5 separate regions of the Mus musculus genome follow, and regions 2, 3, 4 and 5 are each linked to region 1. The links are chromatin contacts, called in public HiChIP or PLAC-seq and promoter capture Hi-C maps. All regions are on one chromosome and are shown on one strand. Each heading gives the region's core, a stretch centred on a gene start, on an enhancer-like site or on the middle of the called end of the contact. The rest is flanking DNA. Distances are from core to core; before and after follow the strand shown.

The links. Promoter capture Hi-C pulls out the DNA fragments that hold promoters and counts their contacts. HiChIP or PLAC-seq counts read pairs in DNA pulled down with a chosen protein or histone mark.
Region 2: a promoter capture Hi-C map of hematopoietic stem and progenitor cells shows a contact between it and region 1. The contact joins the promoter of Slc5a5 here to the promoter of B3gnt3 in region 1. A contact is called at or near these places in 9 of 39 promoter capture datasets (the HPC-7 cell line, cranial neural crest, embryonic stem cells and 5 more) and 4 of 115 datasets of contacts at active chromatin or transcription factors (bone marrow-derived macrophages, embryonic forebrain, large pre-B cells and 1 more).
Region 3: a contact with region 1 is called in a promoter capture Hi-C map of liver, with 2.3 times the contacts expected there. The contact joins the enhancer-like site here to the promoter of B3gnt3 in region 1. A contact is called at or near these places in 8 of 39 promoter capture datasets (the 3T3-L1 cell line, the C10 cell line, hippocampal neurons and 3 more), 1 of 15 datasets of contacts at CTCF or cohesin (large pre-B cells), 2 of 484 Hi-C or Micro-C datasets (B cells and pro-B cells) and 3 of 115 datasets of contacts at active chromatin or transcription factors (double positive thymocytes, large pre-B cells and pancreatic cancer cells).
Region 4: an H3K4me3 HiChIP or PLAC-seq map of bone marrow-derived macrophages shows a contact between it and region 1, with 7 times the contacts expected there. The contact joins the enhancer-like site here to the promoter of B3gnt3 in region 1. A contact is called at or near these places in 5 of 39 promoter capture datasets (the 3T3-L1 cell line, liver, pre-B cells and 1 more), 1 of 15 datasets of contacts at CTCF or cohesin (large pre-B cells), 2 of 484 Hi-C or Micro-C datasets (B cells and pro-B cells), 2 of 115 datasets of contacts at active chromatin or transcription factors (bone marrow-derived macrophages and large pre-B cells) and 1 of 9 other capture datasets (embryonic stem cells).
Region 5: a contact with region 1 is called in a FOXA1 HiChIP or PLAC-seq map of pancreatic cancer cells. The contact joins the promoter of Fam32a here to the promoter of B3gnt3 in region 1. A contact is called at or near these places in 12 of 39 promoter capture datasets (the 3T3-L1 cell line, the C10 cell line, the HPC-7 cell line and 8 more), 4 of 15 datasets of contacts at CTCF or cohesin (embryonic stem cells, large pre-B cells, pro-B cells and 1 more), 11 of 484 Hi-C or Micro-C datasets (differentiating embryonic stem cells, embryonic stem cells, liver and 2 more), 11 of 115 datasets of contacts at active chromatin or transcription factors (T-cell acute lymphoblastic leukemia, craniofacial prominence, embryonic basal ganglia and 8 more) and 3 of 9 other capture datasets (embryonic stem cells, liver and pancreatic islet).

Annotation. Positions count from the first base shown.
Region 1 is chr8:71,700,508-71,703,121 of GRCm38.p6, forward strand. B3gnt3 (UDP-GlcNAc:betaGal beta-1,3-N-acetylglucosaminyltransferase 3) reads right to left here and starts at 1,293. Exons shown (of 3, transcript NM_028189.3): 1 at 1,211-1,293.
Region 2 is chr8:70,891,469-70,894,082 of GRCm38.p6, forward strand. It overlaps Slc5a5 (solute carrier family 5 (sodium iodide symporter), member 5), which reads right to left and starts at 1,289. Exons shown (of 15, transcript NM_053248.2): 1 at 837-1,289; 2 at 184-249. The coding sequence starts at 1,193.
Region 3 is chr8:72,374,052-72,376,665 of GRCm38.p6, forward strand. The region is part of intron 16 of Eps15l1 (epidermal growth factor receptor pathway substrate 15-like 1); the gene reads right to left. Among named protein-coding and RNA genes, the nearest start is that of Gm46043, 39 kb to the right of the region's middle. Within about 2 kb of position 1,305, at least 11 of the 459 cell types and tissues checked have an H3K27ac peak or open chromatin away from gene starts, as enhancers often do. A contact at or near this core is called in liver, where this site is marked.
Region 4 is chr8:72,353,118-72,355,731 of GRCm38.p6, forward strand. The region is part of intron 22 of Eps15l1 (epidermal growth factor receptor pathway substrate 15-like 1); the gene reads right to left. Among named protein-coding and RNA genes, the nearest start is that of Klf2, 35 kb to the left of the region's middle. Within about 2 kb of position 1,289, at least 99 of the 459 cell types and tissues checked have an H3K27ac peak or open chromatin away from gene starts, as enhancers often do. A contact at or near this core is called in B cells, bone marrow-derived macrophages, embryonic stem cells and 1 more, where this site is marked.
Region 5 is chr8:72,218,425-72,221,038 of GRCm38.p6, forward strand. Fam32a (family with sequence similarity 32, member A) reads left to right here and starts at 1,321. Exons shown (of 4, transcript NM_026455.5): 1 at 1,321-1,436; 2 at 1,517-1,658. The coding sequence starts at 1,363.

The sequences.
Region 1 (2,614 bases), core at 43-2,542:
CACCCCAGCTTTCCGGAGGTAACGCCCTGCCTTCACACAGCTTCTCCGAGGCTACACAGCGTCCCCCAGCCCCCCACCCCCAACCGGGAAAGAAAGCCCAGCCCGGCCCACTTCCCAGACAAGGAAACGGAGGCTGGGAAGGTGCTGGCCATTTCCTTGCCCTTCCAATTAGCAGAGCAGCCTCATAGGCCTGGCGTCTGGGGTCACCCTAGATCCCTACCCTCTAAGCGGGTCCCATTCTCTCGTCCCTCTTCCGGTGACGTTTACACCAGGATTACAATAACCTCTTTAATTTTTACAATCAAGATAAAATGTCACAGACACAAGATCCCTGTAATCAAGAGTAAAGTAAACACGCCGGCCCCAGCCCCACCCTTGCTGGGCTGTTAGCGCCTCCTGAGGGGACCCGAGGCAGGGGATCAGCTTAGCACAGGGACTTGGACCAGGCACCCACTTCTGCCTCCAGCGCCCCTCCACGCAGGACAGGGAACAAAAGTCCGCGGGGTTCCAGACCTCGGAGGGGGCAGCAGAGTAGTCTCCTGGGGCCCCTACAGGATCTTCGCAATCTCAGCTATTGAGGGGAAACGCCACGCCCAGGGGAAGGGATCCGGCCTGGGCTGGCTGCGCAAACACTGACCAGATGGGCACCAACTAATGTCCCCTAAGCGGCCGCACCTTCTCCTCCTGACTCCACAGAGTGTGACAGGCCAGGATGAGAAAGTGAAAGTGGGGACCCGAGACCAAGCACTCAGGAGGAAGGTAGACTGTTCAAAGACAGTCTCAGAAAAAAAAGGAGAAAAAAGAAAAGAATGGGAAATTTACCCCAAAGCGTCAGAACCTCGGTTAGCAATACAGACTATCAATTTAACTATGCTGCCACCACCACGCCTCGCAGTTTACTTCACCACAGCCTAACTCCCATACAGGGAAAGTTTCACAAACTCGAACAGGGGAAACCGAGTCAGAGCCGAGGCCACCCGGCTGTGCAGACACTGGGGAAAACGCGGGCTTCTGATCCTGGAAAGTAGCGGGGCTACTTCGCGGCGTCTAAGAGACCCGGAGCCCAGGAGTATGGCCGGGGCTGCGGAGCATCTTCAGCACGGTGCAGCTAGAAAGCGCCACAGATTTCAACTTCGCACCACCCCACCCGAGACCCTGGCACTCACTGCGATCGCGGGCTCCAGACAACCCCGGAGGCCACACTGTTTACCTGGGCGACCGCCTTGAGCTGGCTCTTGGCTACTCGCCTTCCTCCGCTTCTTCCCTGTTCTCCCTTTCCCGCTCCTCCCTCCAGTGAGTCGAGCTTCCTAGTAGCCAAGGAGAAAGTCTCCCTCCTTCCGCCCTCACCCCCCCCCCCCCCCCGTCTAGTTCCTTTCCCTTGCCCCTCCCCGTCCTGTTCTTCACTGTGGTCATGTTCTTCCCCACCTGTCTTTCTACCTGGACTTTGGCCCTTCCCCTCCCTCTAGGCGCCACCCTGCGTCCAGATTTACCCGAGAAGGTCCACGTCTCCACCCTCCTTCCCTCTTTCTTGGCCATGCCCATTCACTTTTATCCCTAACCCCCACCTCCTCCAGTGGACCTCTATTCCCAACCTGACCTCTTCCTCCTCCAGTCCTACCCCTCCCCTGGGAGTCTAACTCCCTCCAACCCCTCCTTCATTTAGAGCCCCATCTTCCTCTTCCACGCCACGAGAGGGAGCAGGAGCTCCCCTGTCCTGAGCAAGTCTGTCTGTCTGTCCCCTACTGCAGCGCCTCTCCCACAGCTCAGCCCAGGCTTCAACCTCCGCCCTCCTTCCTCATTTCAGCCCCTGCTGTAGCCTCTTGCCTCCCTCCCAGCCCCCCAGCTCAGCCAATGCTGCAGCTGCCCCCCCTCCTCCCTCTTCTCCTGAGGAAACATTCAGCCTGGAGGAGAGTGAGCTCAGAGACTTAGAAGATCCCAGGACCTTAAAACCTGTTGGTAGGCCCTCCAACTCCTAAATGCCAGGATCAGGTGTAAATCTCCTAGGAGCGTCCCCAACCACGCCCTTCCTCAGAAGTTACCTCAAAAACTTGGTGGTCTTAACTCTGAGTCCCAGGCCCTAGTAGCCTGCTGGAGGGAGAAGTAAGCTCCTAAACCGGAAACTGAGTCCTCCTGACACTGGCTCCCTGGACCAGTACACAGTGGGCAGAGCTCCAGGATTGTCCCTTGACGTGGTAATCCTTCCCTGAGTGCACCCAGAGGTCACAGCAGCCCTATTCACGGGCACTGGGATATTAGTGAACCATAAAAATGATTGAAGAGGCCCTGCTGTTGAGTGACAGCAGCTAGTACAAACGTCCCACCTGTGTCACACGGCAGAAAAATCCACAGACAAGGAGCAGGTCAGGGGCGGGAGGGATGATCTTGTGGGGGCAACCATGTTCTGGCAATGCAGCAGGTAAGGCTGCCGGGGGCCATGTTAACTGCCACTCACTCCAGCTCCCTGCCACAGAAAACACCTCTTCTGGCTCCTGCTCAGAATGCAGGTGACTCAGCCTGGACCTGCCTGACAAATGTTCACTCACTGCATAGTTGAGGTTTTGGAGTCACTTCGGTGAAAACGGCAATGGCATTATAAACAGGCAAGGACACCCCA
Region 2 (2,614 bases), core at 39-2,538, 810 kb before region 1:
GAGGGTGCCCATAGGCAGAATGAGGGCAGAGCTATAGGCGTGGTCCTTGTATGTCCCAGAGAAGCTTAGCTCAAGCTGGAAGGGGGCGGGGCCAGGTAGGATGAGGGGTGTGGCGTGAGGTCAGGTTGGAGCGGGCTATGATAATTGCTCGTGTGGGCGTGGCAGGGCGGGCAGCTCGCTCACCGTGGCCACCAAGTACTGCAGCGTCCCGCAGAGCCGGACCGCTCGGCTGAAGCGCAGTTCTAGGTACTGCAGAGGGAGCCAAGGGCTGGAGGTTACCGGGCAAGTGACCCCTCAGCCATCCTCACTGTTTCTACTCTGTTCCGGAGTGCCCAACTGAGCTTACAGAGTCTCTGTGTAGGTTAAGCCGGCTTGGAACTCGCAGCAATCCTCCTGCCAAAGCTTCTCTAGTACTGAGATATCACACATGGGACTTCATATTGTCGCTACACTTGTTGGACCGTTGTTTCAGGGTGCCTAGTTGCGCCCTCAGATTTGAAACTGGGGTATCCCTAGGGAGTCCAAACTGGCCTGGTACTCATGGCAATCCTCCTGCCTCAATCTCCCTAGTGCTGAAACTGCAAGTGGATGCTATTCCGTTTTCACTACAGTTGTTGAGCGTTTGGGAAATCCTACACCTCACTGCAGGCGTTTGAACTCTGTCGGGCGCCGGTGGGTGGCTGGTACGGGCACTCGCAGGGACAGGTGTCAGCGGGAGGCCACTGCCCCGAGGCTGCTGCGAGCTGTGGGGCCCGGACTGGCTCTTCCTCCTTCCTGGCCCTGCCCGGTGCCCGCGGCATCTTCCCGGAACCTTCCCATGGGACCAAGTCCCCTACCTGGTAGGTGCTGGTAAGGCCCAGGCGGTAGAAGATCGGCAAGAAGAGCAAGGCTGTGAGCAGCGAATTGAGCAACTGGCCCACGCACATCCACAGAAACTTGAGACCGTAGCGCGCTGCCTCCGCGGGGACCCCGAGCACCTGCACAGCCGACATGAAGCTAGCGGCCAGCGACAGCCCCACAGGCACTGCCGCCAGCTGCCGGCCCCCGGTGAAGAAGTCGTCGGCGCTGCGCTGGCCGCCGCGGGCCAGGCCGACCCACAGACCGATGCCCGTGGACACCAGCAGCATGGTCGCGAACACGCCGTAGTCCCAGGGGCCGAAGGTGGCCCGGGCCCCTGCCTCCGCGCCCTCCATGGAGACAGGTAACTCGGAACGGAGAGGATGCGGAGGACGTCGGGGACTCTCAGAGCGAGCGTCGTCGCAGCGCGAGTTCCTGCTGGGCCGTCGACCCACAAGCTTTTCGCGCGGCGGATTTATTGGGCTCCGGGGTCAGCGCGGCCCCGCCCCCAGCCTGGGAGGCGGGCGCGACCCGCACCCTTTCCGTCCTGGGGCGAGCGGGCCTTCAGGGGTGCGGGCAACGGGGTTGGGGGGACACTAGCGTCTCCTGACACTTTCTCCCACATCTAGGGCTTGTTCCGTGTAGAGTTGTGAACAGACAGGAAGGGCCTTGGACGGCTCAGACCTCCGCTCCCCTCTGTTCACACAGCCTGCGGGAGTTAGGAACCAGAGCTACGAGGAACCCAGGACTGGGGTTCACTTTCGGGGACTTCCGGGCCCCATAAGGAAAAACGAGACTCGAGCCTTCCCCCCAGAGAGCATCTGCCTTTCTCCGCAGCGTGGGAGAAGGAACTGTCCACCCTTGCTAACCCGGTGGGAGGCACTCAGGTTCTCTTTGGAGAATTTCTTCCTTCTGTTTAGGACTCAGTTTCCCTACCTGCACAGGGCAGTCTGGACCTATGGTTGTATGTGTGTGTATGTGTGTGTGTGTGTGTGTGTGTGTGTATGCGTGTACGCACGCGTTTGAGGCTGAGTCTCATGTAGCTCAGGCTGGTATGGAGTCCTGACCAAGGCCCACCCTACCGGCAGGAACACAAGTGTGCACTACACCTGACCTGGCTGTCCTCCCCTTTCCTGTTCTCTTCCTTTCTTTCCCACAGGCTGACCACAAAGGTGTGTCAATCCTGCCATGGCTTCCCTAGTGCTGGGATGACAAGTGAGGGTTCATTGGATACCCATTTCTCCCTTCTTGTCGCAGGTACTTTGGCATACCTGGGTCCAGAACAGAAGTTTGCTGATAGTGGCTTTCAAGGGACCCAGGGCTTGGGATGATGCAGAACTGTCACCGGGACCCTTTTCTGGAGAACTGGCCGTTTCTGGGGTGTTCAGGGTTGATTCCCTATTGAGCCACGTCTGTACTTCCCGGGTGGTCTGATAAGTAAAACTAAGGCACACGCCCCCTGGTGGCCTCATATGCTGTATACTGGCTGGACTGCCTGCCTGGAGGTGCTGGTTAGGAGGGAGGCCTGGCTAGGGCAGTCTCCTAAACCTAGGTGGCAGGCGGGCTTGAGGGCATTACTGATGAGGTTGAAAGGGCTTTTCTCTTCTTATTAGACTTTATTTTATATTTACATGTGGGTACACTGTAGCTGGCTTCAGACACACCAGAAGGCGGCACTGGATTCCATTACAGATGGTTGTGAGCCACATTGTGGTTGCTGGGAACTGAACTCAGGACCTCTGGAAGAGCAGTCAGTGCTCTTAACTGAGCCAATCTC
Region 3 (2,614 bases), core at 55-2,554, 670 kb after region 1:
CAGTATCTGAAGGGGAGTCACCCAGGTGGAGATTTTGGCTACAAACAAGCCTGGACATTGGTCTATTTGCTAAGGTAAAAGTGGAGACCAGGCATGGCACATGGAGACAAGCATCACAGCTTTGCAATTTTTCAGGAAATCTAAAGTGACTCTAATCAAGTCTCTGAGCGGAATGAATAAGTAGATAGATGGAACCTACCCACCCGTGAAGTGAAATAATACTCAGCCCTGAAAAGGAAGGACACTCTACTGTAAATGGAGAAGCTTTAAGGATTTGCAGCTAAGTGAAATAAGAGGTCAGTGACAGCGATAGACGTGGTGTGGTCCCGCGCACACCCTTAGGTCGCCACGTTCACAGAGGCAGAATGATGGGGCCAGAGCCTAGCCAAGGGCTGGGAGCAACCCCCACCCCACGGTTCTATGTAAAAAACCAAGTGGGCCGTTTCTGCCCAAGTAGGAAGTGGGGCTTAAGGTGACACTGGTGTAGTGGGAGCTGCTAAAGCATGCAAGACACTCTGCATGTTTGCATAAAGGTACTCAGTTCTAGAAGCTGGCAAGTGTACTCAAAGCAGTAGGAAAAAAAAATCCACAACATTTTTGAAGAGTGCTTTTCCATAGTGGGAATGACCTGAGGGGTGGGTGAACCCTGCAAACAGAATGATGGGCTGAGAAATCAGGGATCTGTTCTGCTTAAGAGACACAATCCTCCACAAAACTGGGCTATTTAACTGTGTGTGTGTTTGTTTTTAAAGGCAGGAGCTCAATGATCAAGTCATGTCAAAGCTGGGGCATCTGTGAAAGTAGACAAAGGTTCAGAAAAATGACATGAATACTCTAAAAGGCTATTAAACCCAAAAATAAGTCCAAAATTCTATGAAACCTGGGGGCAGGGGAAGAAGTGTTAAGAGGAAGCCACCAGATGGGAACAGGAAGCACACTTGCTACTCTGGTTCTGGGAAGCCCAAGGCAGGAGGATCAATAGGTCCTGGCCAGCATAGCCACACAGCAAGAGTCATTCTCAGGAAATGAAAAAAATAAAGATTAAAAAAATAATAATAAGCAGTAGTCACTGACTTGGGCTGTGAGTAAATGAAGAAGTGGGTGGGCCATCTTCTTACCTGGAACCAATTCTTCAGAGCTTCTGGGCACAGGCCTTCCTAGGGAAGCCAGGCCTGGTGCTCAGGGAGGTTAAACACAGATGCAGCTAGCACAGCAGCTGCTGACGACGCTTGGGTACGGCCAGGCCCGAGATGGACACACCCTAGTGCAGCTGCTGGAGTTCAAGGACAGGGAGAACCTCAATGGGAGAATCTGACCAAAGGAAGCCCATGCACTGGGGCAGGAAATAACCCCTTCTGCCATACTGTGGACAAAGGAAGCACACACAGCTGTCGGGGTTCAAGAACAGAGAGACACTGGAAGAAGGTTATGACCTAAGGAAACCCTGGGCCAGGCAAAAGACAACCTTCTTGTACTAGCCCTGGGCAAGGAATGGACTGTGTTCTAAAGATAGCGGGAAGAAGGATGGAGTTAGCCACAACAGCTCAGTCTTAGAAAGGAAGCTCACAGTGAGCACTAAAGGGCTGTTGATGGACAGGGCCAGTTTACTGACAATCTGGTGTTTCTATCACTGAGGGGAAGACAGTGAGTAAATAGATTTCAATAGCACAAATGTGTCTGGGAACTATACTACCAGTCCAGTACGTGGAATGTTAGGGCCTACACCATAACGTCAGGAGAAATCTACATTTCATGCAGCTGTGGCTCCTTCCCCTAAGGGGCCATAAAATAGCTGGGTGTAGCTGAGTGGCAAAGACTGACTAAGCATGCACGCAGCTCAGCACTGCAGCCAAGGCCCTGGCAGGACTCACATTAGAAGTAAGGAAAAAAGGGGACAGCCTGTGCCAGACTTGAAGCTGAAAAGAGCCCCCTGCCCTCCAAACATGAATACAGTCAGCCACCAGCCAGGAAAATGAAGAACATATCACCCTAGGGGACAGAAATATAAGGGTTAAGTATAGGCCTATGGTTCTTCAGCACAGAAGACCCATTCTGTCACCATGCAGACAAGTTGATGAACTTATAACCTACAATGTTACTAGTAGATGGCATCTTTTTAGTGCACTGAATCACGTGGTTGCTCGGTGACTGAGCATGGTATAAGGGGAGATATTACACTAGGGCGAGCAATGAGTACCATCATAGAGGTAGAACATGTTAACTACTTTTTTTCCCCCCCAGACAGTGTTTCTCTGTGTAGCCCTGGCTGTCCTGGAACTCACTTTGTAGACCAGGCTGGCCTCGAACTTAGAAATCCACCCGCCTCTGCCTCCCAAGTGCTGGGATTAAAGGCACGCGCCACCACCGCCCAGCAACTACTTTTATTTAATTATTAACTTGTATTGCATGAAGGACAGGACCCAGGGCCTCCCACTGCTGTGCCACACCCAGCTACAGAAAACATTTTCAAAGGCAAAACAGCTAGTCCTAAGCTCTGCCTGTTTTCAGAATATAGACATGGCCACAAAGGATACTCAAGAAGTTTCTGTGACATTCCTGGCTTTTACAGAGTGCTGGGAGTTGGTCATGGGATGCATGCCTTTTCATCTCTGCA
Region 4 (2,614 bases), core at 39-2,538, 650 kb after region 1:
GGGTTTCCTACTTGGCTCTCTACTGACCACAAGCGTGAGCTACTATACTGAGCTCACTACAGGGGTGATGTGTCAATCATTTATATACCTAGAGACCTGGCCTGAGTCCTTTAGGTGATCAAAGAGTGGACCTTCAGCCAAGTGAGGGCCTGGGAGTTGTTCCCACCCACTTACTACCACAGAGGCCCGGTAGGAAGGCCCAGTCTTTCTGGGCTTACATCCTGCAGGTCCCCCAGAACCTCCACTGTCCAGATTGTGACCCACCTCTGGTGAGGCATTTACTCGTTAATGAATATCAGGCCACAGGACACCCACTGGATCCACCTTGCTGAGTGCAAAAGGGTGGGTGTGCTGAGGTAGGCACTATTTCTATTTTCAAACTGTTCTGCCAAATCTTCCCTCAACAACAGCCGGCCTCAGGCTGCTGAAACCAGCTGGATTAGCATGGGTTCCTCCACCGCCTGGGAAGGCAAACCCATACAGTATATGGGTGCCTCCCTCCCTCAGCCAGCATAGATCTACAGCAGCCACTGGTTATCCCGAGCCCTGGGACAGACCCTCCAGGGTGCCATAGCAACAGCAGAGCAGTGAGTGCCCTGAGTGTGTGGGGGCTGGGGGCTGCTTCAATGCCTTCCGGCCATCCTGGCTGCTAGCGAACACCAGAACCTTCCTGAAATGGAACAAGTACATTCCTTTCTATACTCTCCAGTGTACCCAGCGCATTATCTCTTTGCCACCATCGTGGGAACGGAATTAAAGTAGTTATATTCAGGGCAGAGGTGCTAACCACAGGCTCAGACAGTGATGCCATTTGACAATACGAAGTAACAAGGGGCTTGGGCATAGACAGGACAGCCAGCAGCACCAGGGCCCTGACCCGCAGGTTCCATCCTCTTCCTGGGATCTCACAGAAAGGCTGAAAGTTCACAGGATTGGGCTGCTTACAATCCTAAATATTCCCTGTGCCTGTACCCTGCTGACCCTGTGAGAAAGCCTTGGCCATTCTGCATAGATAGCATGTGGGTGGGGGAGGACTTTTCTGCTCGAGGAGAATGACTTTTTGCGGAGGAATTCAATACACAGGCTAGACCATTCTTATGTAGCTTGGGAATGGGCTGCTCACTAACACAAGCACTCTCAGTGGTGCTGTGGGAAAGGGAAAAAAAAAGCTGCCAAAATCTTCCTCCTGTAGGACATCTGGCCTTGCAGATGGGGTGGAGAGGTCATGAGTAGTTATAAAGATGATCATTAACTTAGGGAGAGGTTAAAGGTGACTGGCTGGTGAGTGGGTGTCACTGGGGCAGCGGGTAGGCTCTGCTGGGAGCCGCAGGGCAGCGCTGGCAGGAAGTGGCAGGGTGGGGCCCGCCAGGATCCCGCTATCTCAGGCAACCCAATCACTGACGCCCACACAGCCGTTTCCTGAGCTTAAAAAAATCTGTTTCTCTCTTTGCAAATCAACAACTTTTACCTAGAAACTTCAGCGGTGAGTTCTGACTGATCTCCATCTCCGTCCGTTGAAGAAAATACACCACTGTTTACCTGAGGGAGGCGTGTGCTCACTCCAACTGGCGTGTTTCAGGGCTGTTTTGCATGTGTCTGAAAGCAATCAACTGCTTCAGTCCCAGACACCTGCAGGTTATTTAATACATTGATGGACCTTTCTAGAAAAGATCTCCAGGCAGGAGAATGTAGAGCTTTCAAGACATCCAATTTCTGTGCACATCCCAGCAGCCTAAGGCTCACACTCTGAAGCTTCAAGGAGAAAACTATACCCTTAGCATCAAGCTGCTAGCCACCTCAGCTGCTACCAGCAGCAGTGACTGTCCAGATGCTTAGGGAGACTATTCGACAGACCAAACTGATCTCTGTGAGAGCAGAGACTGAACTCCAAGATAGAACACAACAGCAGAGTAGTGTATAACCCCAGGCCCACACTGACACTCATCCTGGGTAATGATTCTCAGGGGACCCAGGGCTGGCTTTAAATTTGACACCTTAAACATCAACACTTTTCAACAGAAGACATTTTTCTGAATTGTCACCTCATCTGGGTCAGGCCCAGGTGACACAGGTGGCTGTGGGGGGTGAACACATAATACAATACAGATCCCACACAACACCACCATGCCAAGTGCTTTACTGACATCTTGGACTCAGGGCTGCCCAGGGACATCTGCCTGGGGCCTTCACATTCCCCAAAGCAGCCTGACTGAACAACCCCTTAGAGTTGGATAGGTAGCCCAGAGCCCACTAGCTCCTTCAGGTTAGAAAAGCCCAGGTAGGAAGGTGGTGGCCTAAGAGCTCTCTCACATGCAGGGCAGCAGGACTGCAGAGAAGCCACTGTCTCTCCTGACTCCTGAGCCAGGTAAAGCATGTCTTGGGAAGCACTGTGGCATGCTTTCTCCATCAGAAGGCCGACCATCCCTGGAGGTCCTTGGGCAGGCACCCTCACCTCATCTATCTCCTCCTAGCCATGCTGGGACCAGCCCACTGCAGAGTTCCACATCTGTCTGACATCCCAAGGGACTGAGCAATGGGGTGTGACCAGCTAAAGGTATTTATTGCTGTACACTGGTCATATGGTTTTCCCCAATGGAAATTGGGTAGGCAGAAA
Region 5 (2,614 bases), core at 71-2,570, 520 kb after region 1:
ACACAGTGGAAGGAGCAAAGCAGCTCCCACAGTTGTGCTCTGACCTCTACTTGCTCTACACAGCACACAAATAAATAAATGTAACCTCCCCACTCCCCAAAATTGCTATAGAAAAAAAAAAATCCCAGCACATCTGTGATCCCAGTAGTTGGGAAGTAAGGTTGCTGGGCATGGTGGCACGCACCTTTAAACTCAGCCCTTGGGAGGCAGAGGCAGGTGGATATCCCTGAATTCACAACAGCATAGCCTACATAAGGAGTACAAGGACAGCCAAGGCTACACAGTGAGACCCTGTCTCAAAACAAACAAACAACCAAAAAGACAGTTTAATCATCTGCTACATAGCAAGCCTGTCCTCTATAAAACATCAACAAGACAAGCTAGGGCAGTGGCACACACCTGCAGTTCCAGTTTTCTGCATGCTCAGTCAGAACTGCAGCAAGCTAGAGGTCAGAGCAGTCTACACAGCAAATTCCACGTTTATCAGACTCATTTAGTGTCATGACACTTCTGCCCTCAAACTCACAGAAAAATAATTGTGACCATTGAGATGACTCAGCAGACAAAGGATCTTCGTCTATAAATATGACCACATCAGTCTGATTCCCAGGAACCCACAGCATAAGGCCTGAGAGTACTGCAAAGTGTCCTCTGTACTCCACGTGTGCTCTGGCACGTGTGTACACACACTCACATACACGTATACAGGTAACTAACTTTTAATGTAATTTTAAAGATTTATTCTTTCTTTTTTTTTTTAAGATTTATTTATTATTATATGTAAGTACATTGTAGCTGTCTTCAGACACACCAGAAGAGGGAGTCAGATCTTGTTACGGATGGTTGTGAGCCACCATGTGGTTGCTGGGATTTGAACTCTGGACCTTCGGAAGAGCAGTCGGGTGCTCTTACCCACTGAGCCATCTCACCAGCCCCAGATTTATTCTTTCTTATTACTTATTTCGAGACACAGTCTTTAGTTCTGGCTGACCTGAAGTCACTACATAAAACACGCTGAATCCAGAGATCCAGAGATCCTCCTGTCTCTGTCTCTGGAGTTCTGGGTAATTGTAATTTTCTAAATTGGAAAAAAAGTAATTAAGTAAATAATGCCACAAAGCAAAAGTGGATGCCCATAAAGTCAGAAATGGACGCCCAAATACGAAGTGTGTCTTTAGGCGAGCTATGTTGTTGGACAGTTGCCAAGACTACCCGAGACCGGAAGTGTGCACTTACTCTGAACCCTGAGGACGCGTGCGTCCTAGCTGACCAATCAGAAGGAAGCGAGGAGGGTTTCGGCCGGAAGTACTGTATGCAAACAGGAAGTGTGGCGGAGTTCCCGGGGCACGGCTTGCGAGCGCTATGGAGGCCTACGAGCAAGTCCAGAAGGGCCCCCTGAAGCTGAAAGGCGTGGCAGAGCTCGGCGTGACAAAGCGGTGAGGCCCGGGAGCCCGCGGTCTGTCCCTGAGGGCCGACCCCCAGCTCCGGCCCCTCTTACCGTCCCCCTCTCTCTCAGGAAGAAGAAGAAGAAAGACAAAGACAAGGCCAAGATGCTGGAGGCCATGGGGACGAGCAAGAAGAGCGAGGAGGAGAAAAGGCGCTGCCTGGACAAGCGCACGCCGGCGCAGGCAGCCTTCGAAAAGATGCAGGAGAAGCGGGTGAGGCAGGGGCAGAACAGGCCGGCTCCAACTGCCCGTGTAGCCCAGGCCTTCTCCCAACTCCTGGTAGCCTGGTAGCCCTGCCTAAAGTGGTCTTCTTGTGAACTGGGAAGACAGATGTCATCAGCTCTTAATGCTAGCCAAGTTCATTGTTCTTAAGTTACCACAAAGTCTGTTTCCATGACAACTCGCTTTCCTAGCTTCAAATGTACTTTTGTTATTTGAAGGTTGTGTGTGTGTGTGGATGGAACCCAGGCTCTTCTGTAACTCTCTATGTAGGCTGCAGTTGGCCCTGAACTACTGCCTCAGCTTTTTAGTTCCTGGAGAGGCTAGCATGGCCCACAAGGCCATACTAGTTATTTTGGGTGTTTGTTTGTTTGTTTAGTTTGCTTTGAGACAGGTTTCTTTATGTAGCCTTGGTTGTCCTGGCACTATCTCTGTAGACTTGAACTTCTAGGATGCAGTGTTACAATGTGATATCCCTGTTGAGAAAACCCAGGAAGGCACCTTCTCCATCTAACAAAGGGCATCAATTATGTATTGGAACTCCCACAGAGTTTCTGGGATGTGTGGGTCACCTTGCTGTCTCCCAGCCAATTGTGTTCTCTGGTCTGGTATAGCCTGTACTTCAGTGGAGTGTTTTGTTTTGTTTTTTTGCCTCTGCAATTGAATAACGACATGGGCTGGCTGGCTACGGTCTTGTGGCCCTTCTGGGCACCCTAATTGGACAACTTGATACAAACTAGAGTCCCCTAGGGTCTGCCACCCCTTCCTGCTGTCGTTGGTAGCTCTGGTCCTGAGTGGAAGACTTTATTTATTATGTATGCAGTGTTCTGCCTGCATATATGCCTGCAAACCAGAAGAGGGCACCAGGCCTCATTATAGATGGTTGTGAGCCACCATGTGGGCTGGGACTTGAACTCAGGACCTCTAAGAGAGCAGTCAGTGCTCTTAAC